2 separate regions of the Mus musculus genome follow, and region 2 is linked to region 1. The links are chromatin contacts, called in public HiChIP or PLAC-seq maps. All regions are on one chromosome and are shown on one strand. Each heading gives the region's core, a stretch centred on a gene start, on an enhancer-like site or on the middle of the called end of the contact. The rest is flanking DNA. Distances are from core to core; before and after follow the strand shown. Region 1 holds the start of Tigit (T cell immunoreceptor with Ig and ITIM domains). Region 2 has its middle 38 kb from the start of Drd3.

The links. HiChIP or PLAC-seq counts read pairs in DNA pulled down with a chosen protein or histone mark.
Region 2: a BATF HiChIP or PLAC-seq map of CD8 T cells shows a contact between it and region 1, with 7 read pairs. The contact joins the enhancer-like site here to the promoter of Tigit in region 1. A contact is called at or near these places in 1 of 39 promoter capture datasets (the 3T3-L1 cell line), 1 of 15 datasets of contacts at CTCF or cohesin (CD8 T cells), 2 of 484 Hi-C or Micro-C datasets (B cells and CD8 T cells), 4 of 115 datasets of contacts at active chromatin or transcription factors (CD8 T cells, embryonic stem cells and regulatory T cells) and 2 of 9 other capture datasets (adipose tissue and liver).

The regions. Positions count from the first base shown.
Region 1 is chr16:43,661,748-43,668,770 of GRCm38.p6, forward strand. It overlaps Tigit (T cell immunoreceptor with Ig and ITIM domains), which reads right to left and starts at 2,437. Exons shown (of 4, transcript NM_001146325.1): 1 at 2,277-2,437; 2 at 229-558. The coding sequence starts at 2,340.
Region 2 is chr16:43,720,566-43,727,588 of GRCm38.p6, forward strand. No RefSeq gene overlaps it. Among named protein-coding and RNA genes, the nearest start is that of Drd3, 38 kb to the right of the region's middle. Within about 2 kb of position 2,991, at least 9 of the 459 cell types and tissues checked have an H3K27ac peak or open chromatin away from gene starts, as enhancers often do. A contact at or near this core is called in CD8 T cells, where this site is marked.

The DNA.
Region 1 (7,023 bases), core at 1,187-3,686:
CATGGGAATCGGCTGGTTGTTTCTGGAACGTATCAGATCCTAGCTCTGCCCCCACAAGGTTCTACGTTCATCACTTTCAGTTGTTCTATCTTTACTATGCCCCGAAAGATCCTCTAATGAGTTCAAAGTGCTCCAAGATTGAGACACTCTACTTCCTAGAGTGTGTCAGGGTGGTGTTTCCTATGTGAGAGAAAGTGGCTCACTACCACCTTGCCTCAAAGGACATACCTGAGCTTTCTTGGACCTTCAGGAATATTCTCCCCTTGTAAATCCCACCAGGATACGTATGATAGGTACAGAAGTACTCTCCCGTGTCATTCATTGTCAGAGACTGGAAGGTGAGGCCTAGGCTGGGGCCTGGGACCACCCGATCACTGAAGACTGAAGCGACATGCCACCCCAGGTCAACACTATAAATGGCCAGAAGCTGGTCCTGCTGCTTCCAGTCGACTTGGGTCACTTCAGCTGTGTCAGAGGAGAAGTGACACTGTAAGATGACAGAGCCACCTTCCTCTGCAGAGATGTTCCTCTTTGTATCTATCGTGCCTGCTGTGGCTCCTATGGGTGAGGGAAAAGCACACGTGAGTCTCTGGCCAGCAGCTGCCCTTCAACCTTCCTGAAGAATCCCAGAGGGTTCAGAGTCCAGATCTGGCTCTAGGAACAGATGTCCACAGTCTGCAGTCTCTCCTGGTGCCCCCCATAGAGACCATCATTGATTTCCAGAGTTTTTCTTCCTCTGCCTGTCACTCGAGGCCTGAAGCCCCAGCCATGGTCCCTTTCCCATGGACTCTGTTCCCATCCTGCTCCCCATGGCTGCTTCTGAAGCTTGCTCCTGCCAACCTGCCTCATCCTCACCCATCAGTCAGAGCTGTGCTTCCTCCTTACCTGAGGACCCTAGCTTTAAGCCCTTCCTTTTCCCCTGCATGCGATGTATTATTAAATGTTGTCTTATTAGATGTCTGGCTTCTTACTACAAGGCTTCTAGCACTTTGTCCGCTCAGGATGTTCCGCTCGGCTTCCTGGCTAGGTGGCTGATTGCTTTCAATGAACTTATTTAACTTTCCCACTTAGACTATCAGCCCGACACCAACATATCTTGTACTTCTCTCTAGGTTCCAGCAGTCTAGCCTTGTGTCTAGCCCTATGTTTTGAAAATAGAACTGGGCTATTTGATTGGCATTTGGGATGTCAGGAAAATGAGAGAGAGAGAGAGAGAGAGAGAGAGAGAGAGAGAGAGAGAGAGAACACAGAGAAAGGAAACTTGAATCTACTTCTCAGCCAGAAGTAGCAGCATATATTTTTAATCCAAGTACATGGGAGGATGAGGCAGGAGGATCATAGTGCATTCCAGACCAGCCTTGGAAACATAGAAAGACCATGTATCTGTCAAAGAAACAAACTAAAGCAAAAGAGAGAGGGAAGGGGAAGAGAGGACAATGAGAAAGAGGGAAAGAAGGGAAAGGAGAAGTAATGGAAGGGAAGAGAAGGGGAGGGAAACATAGAAAATAGGAGGGGAGGGGAGGAGAGGGGAGGGGAGGGGAGGGGAGGAGAGGGGAGGGGAGGGGAGGGAAGGGGAGGGGAAGAAGGGAGAAGAAGGAAGGGGAGGGGAGAGGAAGGGAAGACAGTAGAGGAGAGGTAAGAGGGGAAGAAAGGCCTTCTCCTAGATGAAGCCAACTTCTTTGCTACCTACCAGCCTGCCCCACCTTGGCTCCTCTCTACCTTCAGTCTTATAAGTTCAGCCTTTAAACTAATTTGTAGTATAGTCTCTAAATATTTTGTTTCCTTCCCTCAGAAATGTTTATCTACAATTTGTAATAGAATAGAAACAACAGAATTTAGTCTCTCATATTAGTGGTAGACTATGAAAATCTGAGAAGCAGGTATTTCTGACCAACAGAGAACTAACTGGAACATTGTTCTAGGAGTTCCTCAGAAACAGAAAAGAAAATGGAGCAGGAGAGAAATGGGTTTCCAGGAGATTTCTTGGCTCCCAATCTTAGTCTATTCCCCAGCTTCCCTCTTGAACAGCTGTCCAGTCAGAGTCCCTAACCCAGAGGATCTATGAAGTCCTTCCTCTGCAATCCCAAACGTGTATGCATCCCTTTCTCAGCGATTGCCTCTTACCATGTGGTCACACAGAGCCTCAGAACCACATACATACACAGAAGCTGACATACATACAGGCCTAGGCATATACTTAGAGCTTTCTCTACCTGAGCATCCTGGTGTCTGTGCCAAGCTAGGTGTCTCTGCTCTGCTAGGTCTGCAAGCCTTACCTGTAGCGAGGAAGGCAGCCTGTATCAGCCCCTGGACCCAGACCAGGAGCAGCCAGCCATGCATGCTTCTAACCAGAGGCCTACAGCAAAGTGGATGTGGCCTCTCCTCCAACTGAAACTGGCTCACTGCAGCTGTAAGGTGAAACCAAGCTGGTGAAAAGAGGGTCTCGGAAAAACTGACTTAGGTAAGAGCAGTGTCAAACGTGTAATGTTTTCTTAACAAGTACACAAAGCCACATAGGGTGAGCCACAAGAAAGGCCATGAAGGAAACACACTGTAAAAACAAATAAAACATGTGGTTAGAGATACACGGGTCTTGGGCAACTCGTATATTGACTACTTGGGTAGCCAGCCGATCTGTTGTTTTTAAGTTCTCTTGATGCACTTTTTGAAACACCAACTTTTATCTAAAGCATTCAAGGGTAGGTGACGCACAGGATTCTGAAGAAGTATTTCTGATGAGTCAGTCCCCTCCCCTCCCCTGCCCTGCCCTGCCCTGCCCTGCCCTGCTGCTTCAAGTTCCTGCCACAGTAACAGACTGTAACCTGGCCCTGTGAGCTAAAATAAGCCCCCTCTCCTCTAAGTTACTTTTTGTCAGGGCAGCGGCAACAGAAACCAAACTAGGACATCATCTTTTCTTTCTCTCTCCTTCCCCTTCTCCCTCCATCCTTTCCTTCATTTAAAAGGTCCTACAAGCTCTGAAGAGACGAGGGTCGGCAAAGAATTGCTCAGCGCTCAAGAGTTGACCAAAGTTCGTCTCTGTAAAGCCACTGGGAGAGGAGATGGAGAGGACACCGTCAGCTATCGCCTGGGCTCTTGGCAGAGCTGTATTGGCCATGCCCCATGATGTACAGCCTGAAGATCTCTATTCTCACCAGGGGACATCCAAAGCCTCATGCCCTGCCCATCCCACCAGTGCACAAATGATTCTCAACAGCCAGGCCTCTGTCCCTCTCTTCTGTATGCAGGGTCCCTCTGTCTCTGATCAGCTTCCTCCCCATCCTGGGTTCTGTTCATTCACAAATCTACACAGTGACTCATGCACCCTAGGCCCCTCCTCTAGACCTGTAGACAGTGTTTGACTTACCAGCTTCTCCACAGCCTTCAAGGCTTACATAAAAAATACATCTCCACCACTTTTGTTGTTGTTGTTTTGTTTTTGAGGCAGGGCTTCTCTGGGAAGCCTTGACTGAGCTGGAACTCACTCTGTAGACAAGGTTGGCTTAAAAACTCAGAGATCTTCTTGCCCGCCTCTCTCTCCTGAGTGATGGGATTTAAGGCATGCACCACCACCAAAGCCAGCCTCTCCACCACTTTTTTAACATCTGAATGCCTTTTAGCCAAAGAAACAGTAAGATCCAATATGTATTCAGGGTAAAATGCTGGGGCTAGACATGATGAGAGTTGCCAAACTTGGTTACCTGGACAGAAAAACCACAGGGGCAAGGGCTGGTGGGAAGAACACAACCCAGAAAAAGGCTACAAAATTAACAGTCTGCTTTTGTATCATGTGTGTAGAAACAAAAGAAAGTAGATTTGTCCCATTTTGGAAAATGCAAAAAACTTAAGAGTTGGTTTTAGAAGGGAAAAGTTAAAGACTTCTTGCCCAGAGAGATGCTTCAGCAGTTAAGGGTGGGCATCACCAAGCATGACAACTTGAGCTGGATCACTGGTGCCCACATAGTGGAAGAAGAGAACTGACTCCCACGGTTGTCCTCTGACCTCCTGTGATGGTTTGTTTATGCTTGGCCTAAGGAGTGGCACTATTAGAAGGTGTGCCCCGTTCAAGTAGGTGTAGCGTTTTTGGAATAGGCATGTCACTGTGGGTGTGGGCTTTAAAACCCTCATCCTAGCTGCCTGAAAGCCAGTATTTTGCTAACCTGTCTTCAGATGAAGATGGAGAACTCTCAGCTCTTCTTGTACCATGCCTGCGTGGATGCTGCCATGCTCCTGCCTTGATGATAATGGATTGAATCTCTGAACCTGGCAGCCAGCCCCAGTTAAATGTTGTTCTTATAAGAGATGCCCTTGTCATGGTGTCTGTTCACAGCAGCAAAACCCTAACTAAGACACCTCCGTACTCAGCAGTGCCCTGTGTGTATCCTCACACCTGTTCCCACTTACCCAAACATATGCACATACATGCACAACTATATGTGAAAATGTTTGTAAGACTTTTCTGCTGCCGCTGGAGGGATGACTCAACAGTTCAGAGCACACGCTGCTCTTCCATGGAACTACAGGTTGATTTCTAGCATGTGTATCAGGTGGCTCACAACTGCATGTAAGTTCAACTCTAAAGGATCAAATCCCCTCTTCTGGCTTCTGCGGGCACCCACACACAGGTGACAGATACTTACACAGTTTCACACATAGACAGAAATAACAAATCTTTTTTTAAAAAGGCCATCTTCTGAAAAGGAAGATAGTCTGTATCAGGCAGTGCTGGTCTTCAGAGACAGTTAGGGGTAACAATGAATAGATTGTAGAGCCAAATATTCAGGACCAAAATCATCCTTGTTTGGCATGCTTTTAAAAATCAGGAAAGCAGGTCTGGTCTGCTTTGGGGACTGAGTGACTTCCTAGAGCAAAATGTGACCCTTTGAGGGCAGTCAGAGCCTGACTCCAATTTCAACTAGAAATTGGAATTCTAAAATAAGCCTCGTGCCCCCTTTGTCCCTTTTGACTACTGAGCCAGAGGACTAAGTAGGCCTGGTCAGACTTCATGCAGCAAGCTGGGTGGGGTAAGTCCTGGGGGGAGGATTTTATATTTGCCTATAAAGGGGCAAAAAGTACCTGCCTAAATGTAAAACAGTACCCAGACATCTGTTCACAGCCCAGCCTCCCTCTGAGCCAGCTTTAAGCCCCAGCCAATTCCTTTAAGGACCAGACCTAAGAGCCTGAGTCTGCAGATGCAATGTCTCCTAGGGAAAGGGAGGCAAGAGTGGCCACGCCTTCTACAAGGCCAGTTACTTGTACAAGGAAACAATGAAAGGGTCACTCAGTGGTATCTTTGGGCTCCAGTTCTCAGCACCCCACCCCCCTCCTAGCTTAGAAACAGTGGCAGCAGCTGCAGACCTCTTCTAGCTGTCCTGTCTTTCAGGTCTTTCCCTCTAACCAAAGAGAAACAACACTGAAGACATAGGGACCAGGGGTTCTGTTCTTACCCAGTGCTAGGACCTCCTGGTAGACCCCTGTATTGTGGCAGAGGACAGCAAAAGGTTCTATGTGCCTTGTGCCCTGCAGGATGCGAAGACAGAAGAGATGAGACCAAGCTATTCTCAAAAGAACTTGCCTTGCCTCCGCTCCTGCCCCCCCCCCCCGTATCCATTACAAAGCTACCTCCTGATGGAGATGTCTGGCCAATGGAGTACACCCAAAGCTACCTCAAAAACTCAGAGACTCAACCCAAAAGGAATGTTTAGATGCTGGGTTTGAGTAAGTCTGTGAGCCCTGGAGCCTATGGCTGACTCTGGCTCACAGGGAAGAGAACTGAGGCTTGCTGACTCTGCTGGTCAAGTTCCCTCAAGGGGAGATGACTGCATTCCCACCACTCCCATAAGCTGCCAAATTCAGTGGACTCAGAGCTTCTTTGTCTTCCCAGCTGCGTAAACAGGACAGAAAGCCCTAGGATCGGCGGGCATGCAGAATTAGAAGAAAAGTCGCTGGGAACAAGCAGCTGACCCTGTCTCCTCAGATTCAGCCTTCTCTAGCCTCTCCTCACAGGTCTGCTTCTGACCAACACCCCCTTCCTTTTTCTTCCTGAAACTGCATGACAGCATCACATAATTAGAAAAAAACCTATTCAATGCACTTACTAAGGCTCAGCCAGGTCTAACTTATCAGGACCCCTATCATAGATATGATTACAAATGGACAAATGGGGTTTTGCAACAGGGGTTGGGTGGGGAGAGAGTTGGGATCAACTCCAAATACAGCATGTGTTTGTGGGAAGGACGGCCAGGGAACCAGACCCCACAGTGCCTAAAAGGCACAAAGAGGCAGCCTCGGGTTAAGTGGAGTTCTTCCTCAACTGGCCTAACAGGATTCTTGCAGGTGACAGTAGAAGAGGACCAGAGAGCAACCTGAGAAAGTGATGAAGGAGACAGACAGGTCAGAGAAGCAATGTGGTGAGACACAAAGGGGAGGACGAGCTTAGGCAGGCGAGTTTTCAGGGTCCCTGGCTAACACTGGGTTTTACAGGAGAGTGTACAGGAGAGGGTTTACAAGGTTCACAATCTGCCTACATTTGCTAAGGCAAAAACTCTTTGTAACTGTGTTTTCTACCAAACCACTCTAACTGTGTCTAAGAGATCCATAAGACAAAAATGGTGCTAATCTGTAACCCCTTGCCCTAGGGCAGATACTTCCTGAGATGCTGGAGATGATGTCCATGCAAGAGAAGAAGCCACATATTTTCACTTCTCTAAACAAGTTTGGTTGACCCAACTGCACCGGATGTACTTGATCACAAATAGGAGGGAGGCGCTTAGGCAGGAAGTACGTCAGGATGTCTATCCAATCTCTGGTTGGACAAAGGTAAGGAGTACCTGGCCTTGTGGGTTTGCCTTTACAGGCACCCAAATGAATGACCTAATTTGTGTTGTTTCTCTGGGATTTCTGGGTATGGACATGGACAATTCCCATCTTCCTAGCCAGTATTTAATAGCACATGCTTCAACTGGATGATTGTGGATTCAGTCTTTCTCCTCAAGAGTTTCAGGTTTGATGACCCCATCTGCCTTT
Region 2 (7,023 bases), core at 1,741-4,240, 59 kb after region 1:
CACAACTCTTTAATTCTTACTCTCCAGAATGCTAAATATACCCTTACATACGAAAGAGAAAACTCTCTTTTGATTCATCTATACAGTGAATTCAATAAATATTTTCTTTATGCAACCCATAGTTACTGAATACCTACCAAATGGCAAGGAGATTCCAATACTGTTTTCTACCACTACCACTCATAGCAAGAGAAGAAATAATACTAAAAATATTGTTGGCAACCAGTCTTCCACATGAACAACCCCAGCAACAAGCAAGCAGAAAAGACTATGCCCAGTATTAGTAACCGTTAGTTGTTAGGAAGTTATTTCATAGACTGAGCTAACTATAGGCAAGGCTTCGTTCCAAGAGAACATCTGGCATAGGATACCCTGCCAGGCAAAAATCCGTGACACTGCCAGAGTAGTCCCATTTCAAATTCAGAAGAGAAACTCATTGGCACAGAGATGGAATTCCCTGTGGGTTTTACTCCTGTCTTCAGGTGCCTCTCCGCCCCGCTGAGACCTCTGAGGGACAATATAAATACACTTTTCAATTCACACTTTTTGTTTTTGACTGAAGGATCTAGAAACGAAGCATCTCAGCCTTGTAAGGAGCCCAGCCCTCTCGTTTTATATCAAGCTAATAATAATTATCGAATATAAGGATGAATAAGCTGAAAAAAACTCCTGGAATGTTACGCTTCTAAAGTTCAAAATCTAATGGTCACAAGATCTGGTGACACACACACTCAGGTATCTGAAGCAGGAAGATCAAGGAAAGCCTTGACTACATAGAAACATCTAGGCAAGCCTGGATTACAACAACAACAGCAATCAAAATGAATGATTAAGTAAAGTCTAACCAGGTTGATATACCTACAGATGGTAGTGATGAGCTTTGAGTACAGTAGAAACACTAAATACTCAGGAGGCTCTAGAGAATAAACCAGATCAGGTAACTTCTGGAGTAATGTTGAATCCAGCACAAAGGAGCGAACACATGTAACCTCTCTCCTATTTGGATATTATTTAGCTTGAAGGTGATCTGTGGTTAGTAAGTACTTAGACCGGCTAAACTTCCAATAGAAAACTATGGTCCGCATAATCAACCTCCAAACCCAGACACTATTGCATATGCCAGCAAGATTTTGCTGAAAGGACCCAGATATAGCTGTCTCTTGTGAGACTATGCCGGGGCCTGGCAAATACAGAAGTGGATGCTCACAGTCATCTATTGGATGGAACACAGGGCCCCCAATGGAGGAGCTAGAGAAAGTACCCAAGGAGCTGAAGGGATCTGCAACCCTGTAGGTAGAACAACAATATGAACTAACCAGTACCCCCTGAGCTCATGCATGTCTCTAGATGCATATGTGGCAGAAGATGGCCTAATCGGCTATCATTGGGAGGAGAGGCCCCTTGGTCTTGAAAAGATCATATGCCCTAATACAGGGGAATGCCAGGGCCAGGAAGTAGGAGTGGGTGGGCTGGGGAGCAGGGGAGGGGGAGGGTATAGGGGGCTTTGGGGATAGCATTTGAAATGTAAATGAAGAAAATATCTAATAAAAATTGTTTAAATAAATAAAAGAAGAAAGAGAAAGAGAGAGAGAGAGAGGAAGGAAGGAAGGAAGGAAGGAAGGAAGGAACAAACTATGGTCCATTTGGCCTGAAGAACAGAGTACAGAATTTGAAAACCAGCAGCCATTGGAAATTTGAGAAATGAATCCAAAAGAAAAGCCATAGTCAGGGAATGAATCCCCCAACTTCTCTATTTAAATGTGGTCCGAAGAGCTGGTTGACTCCTAAATCTCCAATCAAACTCAAAGTCCATGACCGTGGATGCAGCCAGGTCAGCTGCCTAATAGACAATTCAAAAACAAAAACAATTTTGAAAAAATATGACAAAATTTACATCTACCATTCATAATGTACAAAGTAAAATGATAAATTTCTCATTGGAGAACTAAGAAAATGGGCTCCTGCTTACAATAAAGGAGCTAATGGAGATCCCGAATGATGGACAAACAGCCATGTAACTGTGCCTGGTGTGATAAAGAAAAATATACTCGTAATGAGTAAAACAAGAGGAAAAAAGGAGAAACTTTATAAACTAAGTGCAATTAATCCCAGCACTCGGAGACAGGTGGATTTATGAGTTCAAGGCCAGCCTGGTCTGCACAGTGAGTTCCAGGACAGCCAGGGCTACACAGAGAAACCCTGTCTTGAAAAAAGCCAAAAAGAAAAAAAACAAAAAAACAAAAACAAAAAAAAAAACAAAAAAACCAACAAAACAAAAAAACAAACAAAAAAAACAAACAAAGACAAAAAACTAAGTACAAATTCGATGACTGAAAATTATCCAAGCTGAAGAAGCAAGACAGAGATGGAGGGGAAAAAAACAGAAATAAAATAAGGTCCTGAGACACATGACAAATCATATATGGTCTAACATGCATATAATTGGAGATCTTAAAAGAAGGGAATAAAAATCAGAGCATATAAATGTATTTTTAAAATAATGGCCAAAACATCTCCAGTTTTTGGTGAAGAATATATACACTGGACTACTAAACTATAGACAGGACAATAAAGATAGTCTTTACAAACGAGGATGGGGGCCTGTAGGATGGCTCAGTGGGTAAAGGTGCTTGTTGCACAAAGCATCCCAAATTTCACCCCAAGTAAAGGTGGAAGGAGAGAAGTGACTCCATAGAGTTTTCTTCTGATCTCCACCCATGCACCGTGGTACACACACACCACACAAACACACCACCCCTCACATAATATAGACATACACAAAGTAAAGATAAATGGGACAAATTGTTTTAAAAGAAAGGCATGGGCTAGGGAGGTAGCCCAGTGGTAGAGCACTCTTGCCTGGCATGAGTTTAGTTTAGATCCCAGCACAGAAAAAAAATCCAAAAACATTGCTGAAGGCTGACACTGTGGCGTGTGTCTGTAGTCACAATACTCCTGGGGCCAATGTAGGAGAGACCTAGTACATGAAAGAGAGAACCAACTCCTGAAAGCCACCCCTACTTCCTCCATCCACAGCACAGCGCACAGTCACAAACACACGATGATGAGAGAATTTCAAAAACGAATGAATAAAAGAAAGAACAGTAGGAGTCAAAAAATTTAAATTATGAAGTGAATTTATTGCTGGCAGATATAAAAATACATAAAGTTATCTACAAAGTTTTCCTGGCTCAAGGAAAATTAAAGCAAATAGAAACCAAATTTTCAGGAAGCCGGGAAGAGCATGGGGCTGGTAAAGAGAGAGGACCATTTATTCTTTGTTTCCCATGAAACTGCTTAAAGCAAAGACGGGTGACGTTATCTCATAAGAACCTGTACTGGCTATAGAGGGAGGTGCACCAACCAACTCCACCAGGAAGGAGAGGGTGAGGATAAATACACCCACACAATTAAAAGTTTTCCACACTTTGGGTGAAGTGGGACAAGGTTAATTCTAAGTAAACAATAAAAACTTATACCTGTGTACTGTAAACTCCATATAAATTACTAAAAAGTTTAAAACAAAGCCAGTTAATTACTTTAAATTGATTTTTAAAATATAAATAATCCCAAAGAATTATATCGATCTAATAGGGGGGAAAAACATCTTTGAAGGAGACCCCCACCCCAAAAAATCTTATTTCTTGCATAATTGTCAAGAAAGAGCATTGTGTCTGTGAAAGTAAAAGTGGGTTTTAAAAGGCTGTATAAAAGGACAAAAGATTTGACAGGGAATTAAAATAAGCAAATCATGGTGAGGATTAAAACCAATCGCAAAACGAATGAGTTACAGAGTGCATACTGCAAGAAACTGAAGGACAAGAGAAAAAAAAAAAAAAACATACACTAAACAAAGAAAATGCACAGGGAGTGGGAAGAATTGAGAACAGAGCTAAGAAGTGGTTCACAGTTGGTCTCCTTCTCATGAAACAACTTAAGAAACAAAACAAAACCCATCTTGAGAATGGAGAGATGGTTCAGCAGTTAAGGCTCAAGGCTTCTTCCTGGGTTCCCTGGCTCCCTTCGTGACAGCCACACGGCTGCTCACAACTCCCTGTAACTCCAAGTTCCAGGAAGACAGCACCCTCTTCTGGCCTCTGAGGGAACTGCACACCCCTGGTGCATAGGACAGATGCAGACAAACTCTCAGACACTGAAAGTGAGAATTAAAAAGTAATAATAATAAAGTGTCTACTCTTTAAAATGTGTAATTTTAGCCAAAACGGTGAGAAATCATCAAAAGAATTTGTATGTTAAATCTGATTTGTTTATGAACTTTTGGTCTTGGAGAGGAGACAGGTAGGAAATGATAAATATTTTTACACAGCACAAAGACCATCACTGTTTCTCCTTTTCTCTTTGAATAAAGTTACAAGGCATGTATTTGAATCTGATAAGCAAAATTTTAAAAAGAGAAAAAAGGAAGCATAAATCAAACTTCAGAAAGTTATATTTTAGAAATAAAAAAAACTATTCCACTCCAATTTTCTACTTTGAAGCTAGAAAGAAGGTTCTAGAAAATGTTAAGAGGTTTAAGTGATTATTTGAGAGTTTTTCAATTTATGCTGCTTAATGAGCAAAAGTTTACATTTGCAAGAAGTAAGACTTCATCAACTGTCTGCAAAAGACACCGGTAGGGCTGAAATCAACACTGCGTTCTTTTTTTTTTTTTTCTTTTTTTTTTTGGTTTTTCGAGACAGGGTTTCTCTGTACTGCGTTCTTTTTAATTTGTAGAAAACACAAAGTTTGAAATGCTGAAAGAGAAAAATAAGCACCATCTATGGGAGGAAATACCTATTTTTTGAAATGACATAATAATTTCAAAGAAAAAGACAAAACTTGAGAGAACACACAAGTGTGTTTAAGTCTAGTGATTGTGACAAGCTTAAGGGGGGGAAATGTGAATCCAAAATGTGTCAGTTGCTCCTCTTCATTTTTCCCTAGATATCTGAAGTTGTGGTTCATTATTTCAGAAATGACTGCTTCTCTGTCTCCCCAGTTGCTCAGCCCCTACGCTGTAATTTACTTCATTTGTGGGACGTGGCTTCCTCTGTGCACTGATTTCTCTCAGAGTTTCTAATTGTGTTTCTTCGTTGTTGCTACAGCTATTATTTCTCATTCAATTATTGCTTGCCTTCCTCTCATCTGTAGTATGCTGTGTTTCTAGGTTTAACAATCAACCCAAACCACGTGGACGGAAATTACCTCATCTCCAGGTAGAACAATCGACGCCACACGCGTGGATGGAAGAGAAGCACGCGGAAAGGCGTTCAACTTTTTTATTCATTCGGGAAGGACAAGTGAGAACCACAGGATAGCACTCTCAGCCATTAGCAGGACTAAAATAAAAAGTACAGGCTGCACAAGTGACAGCCATGTGAAACGTGACAAGCCACAGGAAGAGCTGGAAGGACCCGGGTTGGGGCGTGGGGGTGCTTACTGTGAGCATGATAACCAGCCCAGCTACCTAGGTGCTGCTTCCGCCTGTCACGTGACCCGGTCTGTCACGTGACCCGGCCCTTTCTCTATTACAATTTTACCCACAATGAAGGACACGGTTACCCAAATGAAGACTACTGTGGCTATGTTCATAACCGCTTTGCTTATGATTACCAAACACTAGAAATGAATAGTGGGATCTTACCCAGTGTTAAAAAAAATGGACAATGATTAAGCTATAGTATGTGTATATGTTAGAATATCATAATGAAAACAATTTACTTTATACAAATAGTATATGTTAATACAAATGAATAGATACAAAGGAACTACTTATATAAGTAGTATATTAGTGTACACACACACACAGAGTAACTAAGTTGGTGTGGTGGCATTGGAGATAGGGAGAATGGGACAGAAGTTCAAAGCCAGCTCAAACTATCTACTACATAGTGAGTTTGAGTTCAGTCCAGGCTACGTTATAGACTCTGAAAAAAAAAGAAAAATAATAATAACTAAGCAAGTGAAAGCCAAAATATACAGAATATAGTATTTTGTTTCAATAAAATTCTTAACAGTGCAAGCTAATTGGTAGAAGCAAAAAGCAGATTAGTGGTTGCCTGGATACTAAAGTGGGTTGTCAGTGGGGATATCCTGTGGGTACAAGGCCGTCTTGACTGTAGTGATGTTTCCAAATGTGTTAAACTTGTATCAAATGTTATCAAATCTCATGTGCAGCTTGAGACATGTGCAGTTCATTATGTAATCTCTGTATTTCAAAATAATCTAGGAGACAGGTGGCAGAGTGGCTATGGACTGCTAAAATGATCTAGGTCATAGTATGAGGTATGGTTTGCTCGAGAGCCTCTGCCTCGGTCCTACATATGGCTACGATCTCCTCCGACGCAGCTTTTCTGCTTAAAATGGGCTCTCTTGCAACAGTCCATAGTTATGTGGGACAGCCAGCAGTTCACGGGCATGTCCCTCTCTTTGCATGCTCTTGCTTAGGGCTTTCAAGCTGTGTGGATGCTTCCTTCATTTTAATCAGACCGCTAAATCTTTAAGCTTAGTATCTAATCACCCATTCCCTTCAAAGTCTTATTCCCATAAGTATACTTAAGTAAAATTCTCCCCAATTTCTACTTATGTGAATTGATGTTTTATACATGAATAAGATATTTTATATTTTTAATTCTCTTATGGTGCTATAAATATAAATGCTTTCATACTAATCTTGTTTTCTAGTCTGATTGTACTACGCAATACTTTTTGTATATTAGCTATCTAATATACAAAGTGGGGAGCCACTTTGAATTAACTTGAATCTTGACAATAAAACTACCTAACTTTCAACCGTAACACCAATATTTTCAAAAATCAGTATCTTATTGTCTTTGTTATTGCATGAATAGTCAAAGCTGCTATGGACCTTAGTGCCTTTGCTTAACTCACTCTGGAATAACTGGAATGTTGACAAAAATCGTATACATTTTACTGACTGTGTGATTACAAACATTTACCATTTTCTCATTTTGACATTCACACCTTGGCTTAGGGTACGTCAGCATCCTTGGATGCGGTGGT